Linked DNA regions of Zea mays: region 1 is linked to region 2. Evidence: chromatin contacts called from public Hi-C data. All regions are on one chromosome and are shown on one strand. Each heading gives the region's core, a stretch centred on a gene start, on an enhancer-like site or on the middle of the called end of the contact. The rest is flanking DNA. Distances are from core to core; before and after follow the strand shown.

Region 1 (6,649 bases), core at 113-2,612, 220 kb before region 2:
CAACCATACGCTACGCCCTGCCCAGCCAGCCAGCCGTCGCACGCCTAGACAGCTGCGTTGGCATTGCGCACTGACGACTTCACCAGCGACGAGGAGCATTGCCGACTGGTAGGAGCCTAGGATGACGGTGATGACCATGGATTCTCAAGCGCCAACGAACTCGGATGGTGACAAGGAAGGTAAGTAGACTCCATTCTCCATTTTTTTATTGGTCCCGAAGTACTAATTTCTTTTCTGATGGATGGATGAATTGATCATGGTTCATGGATGAGTGCTTGTCGATATGGTGATGTCTGAAATCTGGAGAGTTTGTGCTAGATGTTAGTACCTAGTTATCTCTTAATTGGGGATGGAGACCTATTGGGGACCCTAAATCCGAATGAGAATGAGTATGAGATGAATTTTGCACCCATAATAAGTACGTGGATGGGTATGGGATGGATCAAATATGATGGGATGGTTTTCACATTGACATATCTAATCGTGGGGAAGAAAAGGCCGGAGAGGGGATTTTCAGAAGACTCTGTTGATTTGGTGACAAGGGGATCACGAGGGGATTGGAAGAGATTGAGGGGGGAATGAACTAATTTTCCTCTCAATCCCTTCAATCCACCTGTAATCTTTGGTCACCAAATCAGCCCGCATCAGGAGACTGTAGTGGCTGCGGAAGGTACAATTTGTGTATGGACTGTCGGATACGAGATCGATGGCCAAAAATTCGTTTGTGTATATGTGCACCGGTGTAGCTTTGTGCACCCGATACAGAGCCTGCATGAAGACTAATAAACTGAAGCTAAACGCGTCTGTCTATCGGCGGAAGAGCGCTACTCGCGTACTGAAGCTGAAACTTGCTTTTATTACTGCTTGATTGGTTGCTCGCATCATCTTATTCTGTATCATCGTGTGCATTGACTTTATGTGAGCTACTGTTTGGTTACCTGTACGTGGAAGACGTGGTCTGCATGAACAGATGCAACATAAGTCATTTCACTTGCATCCACAGAAACGCTCAAAGCTGGTGTATCCACACAGTCAGCCTCGTCCGAGCGTGCGCGCTCATGTGCAGGTATCCAATCAGACTGTTAGTGTTCGCTCGGCACAGCGACATAACACGCCACGAAACGCAGGCAGGCCCCGTGGACGGCATTCGACCGACTCATTTCAAGCCGGTTAGGTGTTTAGGTGCAACCGCCACGACACGCTCGGAAATGGCTGTTTGGTCACAGTAGCTCGCGGGTCTCAACGGCCCTCACCCAAACGAGACGAAACGAAATCGTTCCTCTTCAGCTTGGGACGTCCCGTTTGGTACAAGGCCGCGCAGGCTTCCTTCTCCCATTTGCTCAGCCAGATCAAATCATCCAGGCAAGCAAGCAGAGCGCGCGCGCGCTCCCCTCCCTGTCTTTCTTGTCTCTCTGTTCTGAGTGCTTCCTGGTGGAAAGCTTCAAGATCTAGAAGATCGCCATTGGCAAGCTAAGCTAGTGGTGGTGGGTGCCGTGATGAAGCGTGCGTGCATGGGTGCGTAACACGTCCAAGCAAGCGAGCTGGCCTGTGATTTGCAAATGGAAGACGACGAGATCAGCGAGCTATATCTGCTGAGCCGCTTCGCGCCATCCTCGTCCACCACTCATCAGCAGAGGCTTGCAGAGATGCCCATGGATCAGGACCTGTCCTCGGAGCTGGACCCGGCGCTGGTCATGTCGACGTCGACGTCCTCCTCGTCGCCACCGGACTCGGCGGCCTCGCCCTCCTCCTCCTTCTCCCTCCCATCACCGCCCCGCTACACCTTTGCCGTCAACAACCTCTCGTGCCCCGCCCCTCGCCGCCGCGCCGCCAACCTCCTACCGTCGTTCCTGTCCTACTCCTCCTCCGCCGCCGCTTCGCCGACCCCCGATGCCGCCGGCGCGGCGGGCCTGCTCAAGTCCGTGTCCTTCACCGCGTCCAGCTCCAACATCCTCGCTGTCGTGGGTCCCAGCGGCGCCGGCAAGTCGACGCTGCTCCGCATCCTGTCCGGCCGCGGCACGGGCTCCGAGATCGCCAAGCCCGGCACGGTGTCGCTCAACGGGCACGCGGTCACCTCCCGCGCGCAGCTGCGGCGGCTCTGCGGCTTCGTCACGCAGGACGACAACCTGCTGCCGCTCCTCACGGTCCGCGAGACCATCCTCTTCGCCGCCCGGTTCAGGCTCCGCGCCGCCGCGACAGCCGCGGAGCGCAACGAGCGCGTGGAGGCGCTCATGCAGGAGCTCGGCCTGTCCGACGTCGCCGACAGCTACGTCGGTGGCGGGGACGGCTGCGGCGGGCCGTCCGCCGCCCGCGGGGTGTCGGGAGGCGAGCGGAAGCGGGTGTCCATCGCGGTGGACATCGTGCACAACCCACCGGTGCTGCTGCTGGACGAGCCCACGTCGGGGCTGGACAGCCGGTCCGCCCTGGACGTGCTGCAGCTGCTGCACGACGTGTCCCGCGCGCGGCGCCAGGTGGTGGTGCTCAGCATCCACCAGCCCAGCTACCGCATGCTGCACTACATCTCCTCGCTGCTCCTGCTATCCCGCGGCGCCGTCGCGCACGTCGGCACGCTCGCGTCGCTGGAGGACGCACTGGCGCGGTTGGGCCACAAGATCCCCATGCAGCTCAACCCGCTCGAGCTCGCCATGGAGGTCACCGGCCAGCTCGAAGAGGACAGCAGCTCCAGGATCGCCGAGCACAATGCCGACGACGAGGATGAGGTGAGCGGCCTTGTCAGTGGACGACGCCTCGACGTCCCGGACCAAGGCTACTGCAGCCGCTTCACGGAGGTGGCAACGCTGACCGTGCGCTGCTGGCGCACCATGTACCGCACGCGGGAGCTGTTCGCGGCGCGCGCCGCGCAGGCCGTGGTGGGCGGCCTCGGCCTCGGCAGCGTCTACTTCCGCCTCAGCCCGGACAGCCCCGACGGCGTGGCGCTCCGGCTGGGCCTCTTCGCCTTCACCCTCAGCTTCCTGCTCTCGTCCACCGTGGAGGCCCTGCCCATCCTGCTCCACGAGCGCCGCGTGCTGATGCGGGAGGCCTCCAGGCGCGCGTACCGCCTCTCCTCCTACGTGCTCGCCAACGCGCTCGTCTTCGCGCCGTGCCTCCTCGCCGTGTCGCTCCTCTTCTCGGCGCCCCTCTACTGGCTCGCCGGGCTCCGCGCCACGCCGCTCGCCGCCTTCGCCTTGTTCGTCCTTGCCGTCTGGCTCATCATGCTCATGGCCAGCTCCCTCGTGCTCTTCCTCAGCGCCGTGTCGCCGGACTTCGTGCTCGGGAACGCCCTCATCTGCGTGTTCCTGGGCGTCTTCTTCCTCTTCTCCGGCTACTTTATCCCCAAGGACAACATCCCGAGGTACTGGGCGTTCATGTACTACGTGTCCATGTACAGGTACCCGCTGGACCTGCTGCTCATCAACGAGTACGGGGGCAGCGCAAGGGGCAGGTGCGTGGCGTGGATGGGAGGAAAAAATGACGCCATGCCCGGAGGCGTGTGCTTGAGGACCGGAGCCGACGTGCTCAGGGACAGGGGTATCGACGAGGGGATGAGGTGGGTCAACGTCGGAGTCATGCTGGGCTTCTTCCTGCTCTACAGGATCTTGTGCTGGGCTGTGCTCGTCAGGAGGGCCTCCAAGACCACCCTGTGATTGTGATCTTTTCAGGGAGCAGGGTTAGGTTGATTCCGGCGAACAGCTCTGTGTCTCATCATGCATCATTTTCTGTTTGGAGGTGAAGAGAGTCATTGGTTGATTAAATTGGATCATGTAATTATTCCAATATCTTATGTTGTATTCCTTTACTTTGAAACTTTTTTTCCTATATTTTGGGACTGGTGTTAAGTAAGTAAAAGTAATGTTAATCCGCGGCGTGCTGTGGAATCTGAATATATTTTTGGTAATCAATCACAGTTATTTCAATAACAAATTGCTCAAATTCTGGCTCGTTAACAAGCTTTAGTGTAAGGCTGGAGGATGATTCTGTTCATTGTAAGTGCAAGATCAACAAAAAATCAGCAACTGGACAGAGTATTCGGCGTGTGGAAGTGCTTGCCTGCTTGGTGAACCATCTCAACAACAAAGTTCACCAGCCACTTGCGACACAAACTGAAAATGTTGGGGGCCCTTCCCGAGCTCGACCCTAAGACAGTCGATGAAACACAAACTATTACAAACAAAACCGATCGTTGAGCTGGGCTGGCCCAACGAACAAAGTAGTGCGAGCACTGTGTAGTGTATGATATTACCTCGCTATTTCAAATTAAAAGTCAATTTTGATTTTCTAGATAAATGATGTTTATCTAGGCACCTAGTAAAAGTTATGTACCTAAAAAAGTTAGAACGGTTTATAATATGAAATAGAGAGTAACATGTTAAGGTGACATTTTTGTTTGGGTTGAGTGGCAACATATTTACCATTATGTGAATGAGGTGATATGAGAGGTTTAGATTGCCATCGCTCGATAGTTGCAAAAGTTTTTTTTTTAAAAAAGCTTCATTTTTGTAGGTAGCCCAATTAGCATGAGAACTATTTGGTGCATAGGGTGGCTCAAGCGATTCTATAGTAGCGTTGATCGGGAGAGTTAACCTAGGTGGGTACTTCATCATAGACTAATCAACCAAAATCACAGAAATGATCCCTTTTTGTGGAGATGGCTTTTGTTTCTCCTTTTCTGTTTTTTTGGGATTTACTTGTATGCAATTTACCTATGTTTTTACTTTCCTAGATTTAAGAAGTGGGATTGCTATGATTAGAACTTAGGTACATCATTTTAGAGGTAGAATAGAAGTATTAGATAATCCTAGAGCCTATTTAGATAGAATTTAATATAAATTTGTCTTTATGGAGCGATTAGCCTAGTACCAATCCTGTTGGAAGTCCTAATTACATCCCTTCTCATGAAACTACCGTTCCGGTGAATAGGCAAAACCTAAAATTTAATTCTTTAAAACAAAACATGATCCCCTGATTAGCGGTTAGAACAAGATGAACAATAATCGGAGTACAAAGCTAAGTCTTTTTCTTGTAAAACTGTTGCTTCTAAAGAACGTGGAATTAACTTAAAGCAACACAAAGGAATATCTATGACGAATAGAGCAAGAGAACTTAGATAACTAGTATGAAGACAAGTTCTTCCTTGCAAAGAGTTCCTTCTTCAAATAAGAATCTATCTCTAAGCAACAAGAAGTAGCATCAACAAAGAATACACAAGAGAACTTAGAGAGGGACAGGAAAAATAAATCACAAGCACAACAATCACAAGAGACATGGACGATTTGTTTTACCGAGGTTTGGTTCACAAAGAACCTAATCCCCGTTAAGTCCATCTAGGACGGGTCTTTTTTCAACCCATTCCCTCTCTCCAACAGTCACCAAGGCCATTTGACTGTTTCCTTCTTTGTCAATCAAAAGGCTGAAGCCTTCTCAAGGCCTTCTACAAAGTTAAAGAGGCTCTTGCTAGCTTTACAACGAATAGGAGTCAAAACCCCACGCGCAAATGATCACAAGAGGCAGAACACTCTCTCTTCTCAAGTATTTTCACAAGGCACTATCACACAACACACACGAGTAGCTATTTCTTGCTTGATTCTCTCATTTATGGCACTTGTGAGGCTTTTGTCTCAATTGTAGTGTTGCTCTAGTGGATAGGAGTGAATGTCCAGCTCTTATGTCTTTAAAGTGCAAAATGAGGGTGTATTTATAGCTCCCAATGCCCAATATAGCTATTGGGGTCTTGTTCTCAAATGCTACGAGTTAAGAACAAGGCAACACAAAACGTTAAAGGTTAAGGCCCTTCGTCCTTCGAAGCATTATTTCCCTTAAGATATAATGATCTTCAGACGAAGGTTGTGAAGGATGAACCTTCATCATCGCAGTATAGATTAATGGAAGAAGAAGCATATGAAATATAAAAGGCAACATAAATAATCATGTAATCATATAATACTATTGATATCTTTTCTTCAATTGTCATGGATAAATAGAAATAATATTGAATTACATTTATACCTTCGGCTTGACAGAAGGTGAAAAATCAAAGCATGACGCAATAGTGAATACAAGTCAGCGTGAACAGTACGGGGGTACTGTTCACCTATTTATAGTCACAGGACGCAGCATGTACGAGTTTACATTTATACCCTTTATAACTGGTTACAATCAAGACACAGGTTATCATGGGCCGATCGGTCTTTGCATCTTTAAGTCGGTGCAACCCTTCGTCTCAAGGCGTGTCGCTATGCCGAAGCTCCCTGAATGGTATCTTCGGTGTTGCTTCTGTGTTAACCTTCTGAGCAGGACCTTCGGCGACGAAGCAGACCCCCAACAGTAGCCCCTTCACGGTGCTAGATCGTTTTTCATAACGAGCTTGATCCGTGAAAAACTCTCCTAGGCTTCGGAATGCCGAAGGTCCGAAAAACACCTTCCCTGAGCTCGTTGCCGAGAAACGATTAAAATATTCCGAGCGCGGGGTGGCCCCACTATGCGGCGGGTTCGCGCGATCTGGCGATTCATCTCCCACGCGCCGGGGTCCACCGTTCATTGGGTGCGGGTGACTGTTCAACGGGTGCAGGCGACTTGACGATTTACCTTCACACCTGCAGCACTATATAAACAGACAGGTAGATGTGAAGCTACCACAACATTCATTGCCATT
Region 2 (6,649 bases), core at 1,853-4,352:
ATTAATAGAAAGTAACAACATAATAACTATTAAATTTATACAGCTACTAACTGAAAAAACTGTTTTTGCCTTCTAAAATTCCTTAGCTTAGTATGAAAAGTTTGATCAATTCTATCCGCTTTGTTGAGTATTCTCGAGTCGACGTCCTCGTCATCGCACTGTCACCGCTCAGTTGTAATCAACTTTGGAAATGTTTAAGTAATAGGGGAGTATATAATGCACTAATTTGTGTTGTTGGCGGCGCGTCCTTGTTGAGATCTCAGTTTATTCCAACTTTGGAAATTTCATGTCTTTAAGTCTTCACAGAATAAAACAAGTTTAAAGGGTGTTTGGTTTTTAGGGACTAATGTTTAGTCTTTTCATTTTATTCCATTTTAGTTTATAAATTAACAAATATAGAAACTAAAATAGAGTTTTAGTTTCTATATTTAGTAGTTTTGAAACTAAAACGGAATAAAATGTAGGGACTAAAAATTAGTCCCTAGAAACCAAACATCCATTAATATGTTTTTGACAAAACACTATAGTAGACACTTAAAACTTCCTTATAATCATCGTACAATCATAATAAAATTCTTAAAACTATAGATATGCCCCATTAGTTACTTACCAATATATCTAATCTAATTAAGTTTTAATTCATCGTATATCAAGAGATACTCCCTCTATCTCAAATTAAAATTCGTTTTAACTTTTTACTAGATTGATAAAATAATTAATGTATGTGTTATATATATATAATCATCTATATGAATATGAAAAAATATAGAGATAAAACAACTACTATTTTAAAATGGAGGGAGTATAAAAAAGAATATAATAGAAATTTTTTATATCTCTTGACATAAGTTAAATTAAAACTTGATACGTTGGTAACATAAATAATGAACTATATTTATATTTTTTTGTAAAAATAGTTATGATATTGATAGTTCGATTGCACGGGAATCTTAATTACACAACCATTTTTTTCTTGTTTTTTGGCCTTCACGGGAGAAAGCAAGTTTGGGCTATAATTACTAGTCCTTTTTTTTTAAACTTAAACCATGTCCTTGTTAGGGTGTTGTTTTCAGAGAAACTAGGAACACCCGAGAACCCAAGACGAGTCGTTGTCGTGCTTTCCTGTTGTCACTGCTTTTGTCAAAGCCACGGCGCTTGCACATAGAGTGGTATCGATCACAATGAACAACCCTTGCTGTAGCTTTCGTTCTCTCTACTGAATGTATATCTCATATTACCACTGCTTTCCTCAAAACCACGGCATGCGCTAAAAGTGTGTTTGGTTTGGTTTTTGCCCACTAAATTAAAAACGTCAAACCAAAAGGCTAGAACTACAATCATGAAACAGTTTTTACTAATAAAAGTCGACTTTCTCAGAAGAAACTTTAGCGACTTTTAGTGATTTCTATCCAACGGTTTTTAGTTTTTTAATAGATTACAACATATAACAACTTTTTTTATAATTCACGGTCCACAACAACTTTTTTTCATAACCACAACCCAACCCTAATACGTCATCAGTGTAGTAGTTCACAACTTCACACGAAATTCGCTATAATCATGTTCGCTTGGCTTTAATTCATACCAGCTTTAACTACTTATACAATGTTTTTGTACCTATAAACTGCAGTTATAACAATCTAAACAGCCGGCTTCTACTAAAACAGCCGGCTTCTACTATTTCTACGATGTTTTAATCCAAGCTTTTTTGTCTATATGGATTATATTTTTGGTCGTCTGAACTGAACCGAGTATAAAAAAAGGAGGCAAGGAGAAGACTGTCTTTCAAGGCTGTTTGGTAGGGCGCTTGTGCTGGTCAGACTAGAAATCTATCTTAGCGTTAGGCTTCCCAAATCCAACACACATGGGAATGTTGGGCCTGCTAGGTTGACTTCCAAATCAAAGATTTAGCAACCAAATTTTTGACAAAAAATATTTACTAACAAGCTAAATACGAGGTATTAGCAAATTTCGGCAAGAAACCAAACAGAGACAAAAAAAAAAACTTGGTTTGCCTGAGTTTTAGCTACCAACGATCAGCATCGTTGTCAGCCCCTTGTGTTTGTGGTATGAACGCACTTGTGCCAAATTAAGAGAACCCCAAATAACAATGAGACGCAAACTCCGAACTACTAGCAGACTGCAATTGATGAAAGCCGAAACAATTCCATTGAACATCCATAGCAGTACAATGGATGCAGATTTGCATTGTATAGTACACAAAAACCAAATGAAAAAGGGGGCTTTTTTACGTGGCGCTGTCCGTGTGATTCCAGTGTAGTATATGTACATACATAATAAAATGAAAGAAATCCAATTTGTGGGAGCGGAGCGGAGCGGGGCAGAGGCAGAGCAGGACAGGCACAGGATCCTTGTTCCTAGGCACCGATCCTGCCGAATCCGCCGCCGCCGCCCGCGGCCATCATGAGCTTGAACTCGTCGAAGGAGACGAGGCCGTCGCCGTTGCGGTCGACGCCCTGGATCATGCGGCGGCACTGGGCGACGGTGGCGGACTCCCCGAGGCCGCGCAGGACGCGCGCGAGCTCGGCGGGCGTGATGAGGCCGTTGCCGTCGGCGTCGAAGACCATGAAGGCGTGGCGCAGGTCCTCCTCGACGGCGGCGGCGTCGGCGGACGCGGACTCCATGAGCGCGGCGAACTCGGGCAGGCTGATGCAGCCGTCGCCGTCCGCGTCCGCCTCCTCCATCATGCGCGACACCTCGTCGTCGGTCACGGCGTGGCCCACGCCCTCGAACAGCGCCGCCAGCTCGGACCGCGAGATCTGCCCGTCGCCGTTCGCGTCGAACTTGCGGAACACGCGCTCCGTCTCGTCCCTGGTTGTGGTTGACGACGACGACGGTGACCTCCTCGGGAGTGGGGACGGGGACGGCGGCGCGCTGGCCGCGGAGGAGTGCGGCGAGGACGAGCCTGCTCTCCGGGCGCTGCCGCGCTTGCCGCTGCGGGAGCGCGAGAAGAAGGACCGAACCTTGCCCATGGAAGTGGAGCGGGAGAGGAAAGGGAATGGATTGATGTGGCTGGTGATTATTGATTGGCTTTGCCTGTTGAAGATTCGTGGAGGCACTGGTGGTGGATGAGGAGAGAGAGGGAGGGGCGAGGGAGGAGAGCGGGATTTAGGCGGGCCGCGTGAACCGGCCGCGGTTAGTTGTTTCCGTTGGGGTCGCACGCACCGCCAAACTTTCGGGAGGGGAGCCACAGCTCCGCGGTTTGGGCTCGCCAGCTCCGCGGTTTGCGCGTCCCTCTCGCGCCGCGCGTCGGATGAAGACGAACGAGTCGACTCGTCGATCCCCGGGCCCCGGCACGGATAGGGCTGCCATGCCCATGCCAGGCGTGCCACGGAGCGCGCGGGCAAGCACCTGGTTTTGCGGCTGGGACGCGGAGGCTAGCTGGAGATTATGCGGCGGCGCGTGGATCCAGCACACACACCGGGATTGGAACCCCAACTTGTCTCCAGCCCTCCACCCTCGAGCTCGACACGGGCATGTCATCAGGCACGTGCAGCGGGTGGCTTGGCCGTCTGACTTCTCTTCTGTTTCTTGATTCCTATCGGAAGTTCTGAACGTACGGTCCCAGAGCCGGTGGAGTCGTACAAAAAAACGTACGACAAAAGATGTTCTCTCTCTCTGTATCTGTTGTATAGAGCCAGAACCATTTTCTTCCCAGTGACATTCTGATTTGACTTTTGTTAGTATCAACAACTATTTTATTAGACATTTATTGTAGGACTGGACATAAAAACAAAAAAAAACTCATCCGAAAAAAACCGAACTAAATTTCGGTTACCAATCTATGTAAATCGTACTTAATTTCAGAGTTTGGATTTTTTTTATTCGGTTTAAACCATAAACATATGGGCCACGCCCACTGGTCCTAAGTTTAGCCTATCACACACATCACAGGCTCACGACCTTAGGCCCTCAGGCCTTAGCCTCACACAGATGTACGCAGCTCACGGACCTATCGGTCTCATCTCAGGCTCTCAACAGTTGTCCTTGTCGGAGTTATCTCCTTCACGGCGGCTTCACGCTCACGCACGGAGTCACGAATGCGCATCAAACCATACCCTATCTTCGCTCGCCGTGCCGCCACCTCTCGAGTGCGGACTACCAAGCCACCACCAAGAGGCAACCTCTCGCCACGAGTCGGCCACCAGCGGGTCGCCACTCGTCGACCATCGCTCACTACTAGCCACCAGCGGCCACCGCTCGCCACTAGTCGGCCTCCGCCATCGCGCATCCTTCGTCGCCCTGTGCCCCTACCGTCGATGGCCGACCTCGTCGTGCCCTGCGCCCCTACAGTACTGAAGACCGAAGAGGAAAACTAAGGTGAGTGCCAGTGTTGTATTCTTTGCTTATGTTATTCATTAATTGTTAGGTGACTGTGGGCTGTGTGCAGTGTTGTTCTTTACTTATGTTGTTCATTAATCATTAGGTGCAAAATAGAAAATACCAAAACATTAACCTTTTTGTTTTATGACACAATAATGAGCAGTCCTAGGAGGAGAAATTTTTATCTAGACATGTACTCAGTTCTCTAACACAGCAGTCATATGGCAACACCAACAAAGCAGTCCTCTAACGAAGTATGATTTGATTTTGCATGTATGTTCTCTTCTTTTTTTTGTGATTTTTGATTTTAATGTTTTGATGTGTGGCCACTGCAATGTAGGTCGTAAATGCCAGCAAGGAATCGACACGGACCAACAACGCTTCTAAGGAAAAGAAAGAAGATAACGTGAAGAAAAGGAAGGAGATTGTGCCTAGATCAGAAGTGTGATCTCACTTTGTCAATATTTGTGTTTATAGTCACTTGAAGAAAGGGAAAGGCAAGTATTGATTGAAAAGGATGGTGATAATGCTCTCATATCTTTGTTGTGGTAGAAGGGAGGATATTTCTCACAATGTACACATCACCTAGCTTATTAATTTCAATAGAGTTGAGCTCATTAATCACAAGATTTAAGCGGGAATACATGTCTCTAACAAGCTTATTTTCTTTCATTTCAAAGGAATTATTCTTATTTAAAACTAGAAAATGTTTTTGCTCACGGACATTAGATGTGCCATCATGGAGCTCATGCAATTTTAGCCAAATCTCATTAGCAGTTTTCAAGGTACATACTTGATTGAAAATTTCCACGCTAAGAGATTCATACAATCAATTGTTGGCTCTAGCATTAAAATGAATTTCTTTTTCGTCACTCGTGTGGAGCTTCTCGGGATTCTTAGGTGGTTTTATACCGTCACGAGTGACTCTCTAAACACCTAGATCAACCGCTTATAGGTAACAAGTCATTCTAACCGAGTCAGATGAGTTAGACATGAGTGCTTTTAGGGATTTAGTACTAATGCGTTAGTGTCGTAGGTAGCTATATGTGTGCGTAAATTAATAACTTGTAAGGGATAAATGATGTGGTATTATAAGTACATGATGCTTATTAAGTTTGTTTGCCCTTTTTATATATATCTATAATATTAGAATCTGGCTATCCAAATATCTAGATTCTAACAAACAACTTCTCTGTCAGCAGTCGAACTAAACATTTAAATTCTTATCGGCTATCTTGTTCTCACGGCTAGATCCTTCTCACATCTAGCATTTTAGAAAAGCTCTTGAGAAGGAAAAAAAAGGCGAACTAAACATGCCCGGCGACTCGGCGGCGTATGATCACCCATTGATCCATGGAACGAACCCGTGGGCGGTCAGCCAGACCGCGGCCGTCCCGCCGTAGCATCGGCGTCGTAACCGGGTTTGGTTGGTTGGTCGGTCGGTCTTGGAAACGACGGGGGCTCAGCCAAATGCAGCGGTCAATCATGCAAAATCTTTTTGTCTTGTTCTGCCGCGTCTGTGTGTCGTTTTCTTTCTCACGCAATTCATCATATCATATCTCGAAGCACTAGCACAAGTGGGACTAGTCAAAAGGACACGTGGAGTCACTTCACGTCGACGTGCGTCCATCCCATGACGACATAGGACAGTAGTACTAGAGAAGCTCCTGCTAAAAACCAGATTCTTCTAGAAACTTCTCCGGCTCACTAGTCAAAAAATTGCGAGCACCGCCCTTTGACGCTAGCTCTCCATCAATGGAGATACAAGTCCGCTTCGTGGGCGCGATCCATGGAGACATCTGGGAAACAGCAACGGAAGCTTGCCTGGAAGACAAGAGAGCACGGTGTGCTCGTACTGGACGATGTGCTGTAGCAATGATTTTGATTTCTTGCGCCGAATTATAACGCGAGATTTGGAACAAAGCCTTGGGCGGCTTGTTTCAAGGCAGTATGAGAAGAAGGAAGTAAACAACCTGTTCTTCTCTGCATCTCTCTCTCTCTGCACGTTGGGTGTGTGTCGAGAGATATCCCTCTCCCTCTCTGTATATCTCGTGTACAGAAGGGCACGTCCTGATCGATGACTTGCAGGGGGGGGGGGGGGGGGGGGGGGGGGGGGAAGCAGCCAAAACCAACCTCTTGGTCCCTTTCCGAGCGGGCCATGGGAATGTGTTGCTTGCTTCGTTCGTTTCTGTCCTGGAGTATGTCATGACACCAATGCGGGAGATACATCTGGGGAGCTTAGCTAGTCGTCAAATTAAACAAAGCGCCAGGCGTTGCCTAATCGAGCCGAAAATATTGTCGGGAT

Evidence for each region. A called contact is a pair of places that touch in the nucleus more often than the background predicts.
Region 1: a contact with region 2 is called in a Hi-C map of bundle sheath, with 1.8 times the contacts expected there. The contact joins the promoter of LOC100281707 here to the promoter of LOC100284346 in region 2. A contact is called at or near these places in 4 of 25 Hi-C or Micro-C datasets (bundle sheath, ear, endosperm and 1 more).

Annotation. Positions count from the first base shown.
Region 1 is chr6:153,889,802-153,896,450 of Zm-B73-REFERENCE-NAM-5.0, reverse strand. It overlaps LOC100281707 (ATPase, coupled to transmembrane movement of substances), which reads left to right and starts at 1,362. Exons shown (of 1, transcript NM_001154627.2): 1 at 1,362-3,774. The coding sequence starts at 1,560. The coding sequence ends at 3,644.
Region 2 is chr6:153,673,981-153,680,629 of Zm-B73-REFERENCE-NAM-5.0, reverse strand. It overlaps LOC100284346, which reads right to left and starts at 3,102. Exons shown (of 1, transcript NM_001157241.2): 1 at 2,149-3,102. The coding sequence starts at 2,993. The coding sequence ends at 2,379.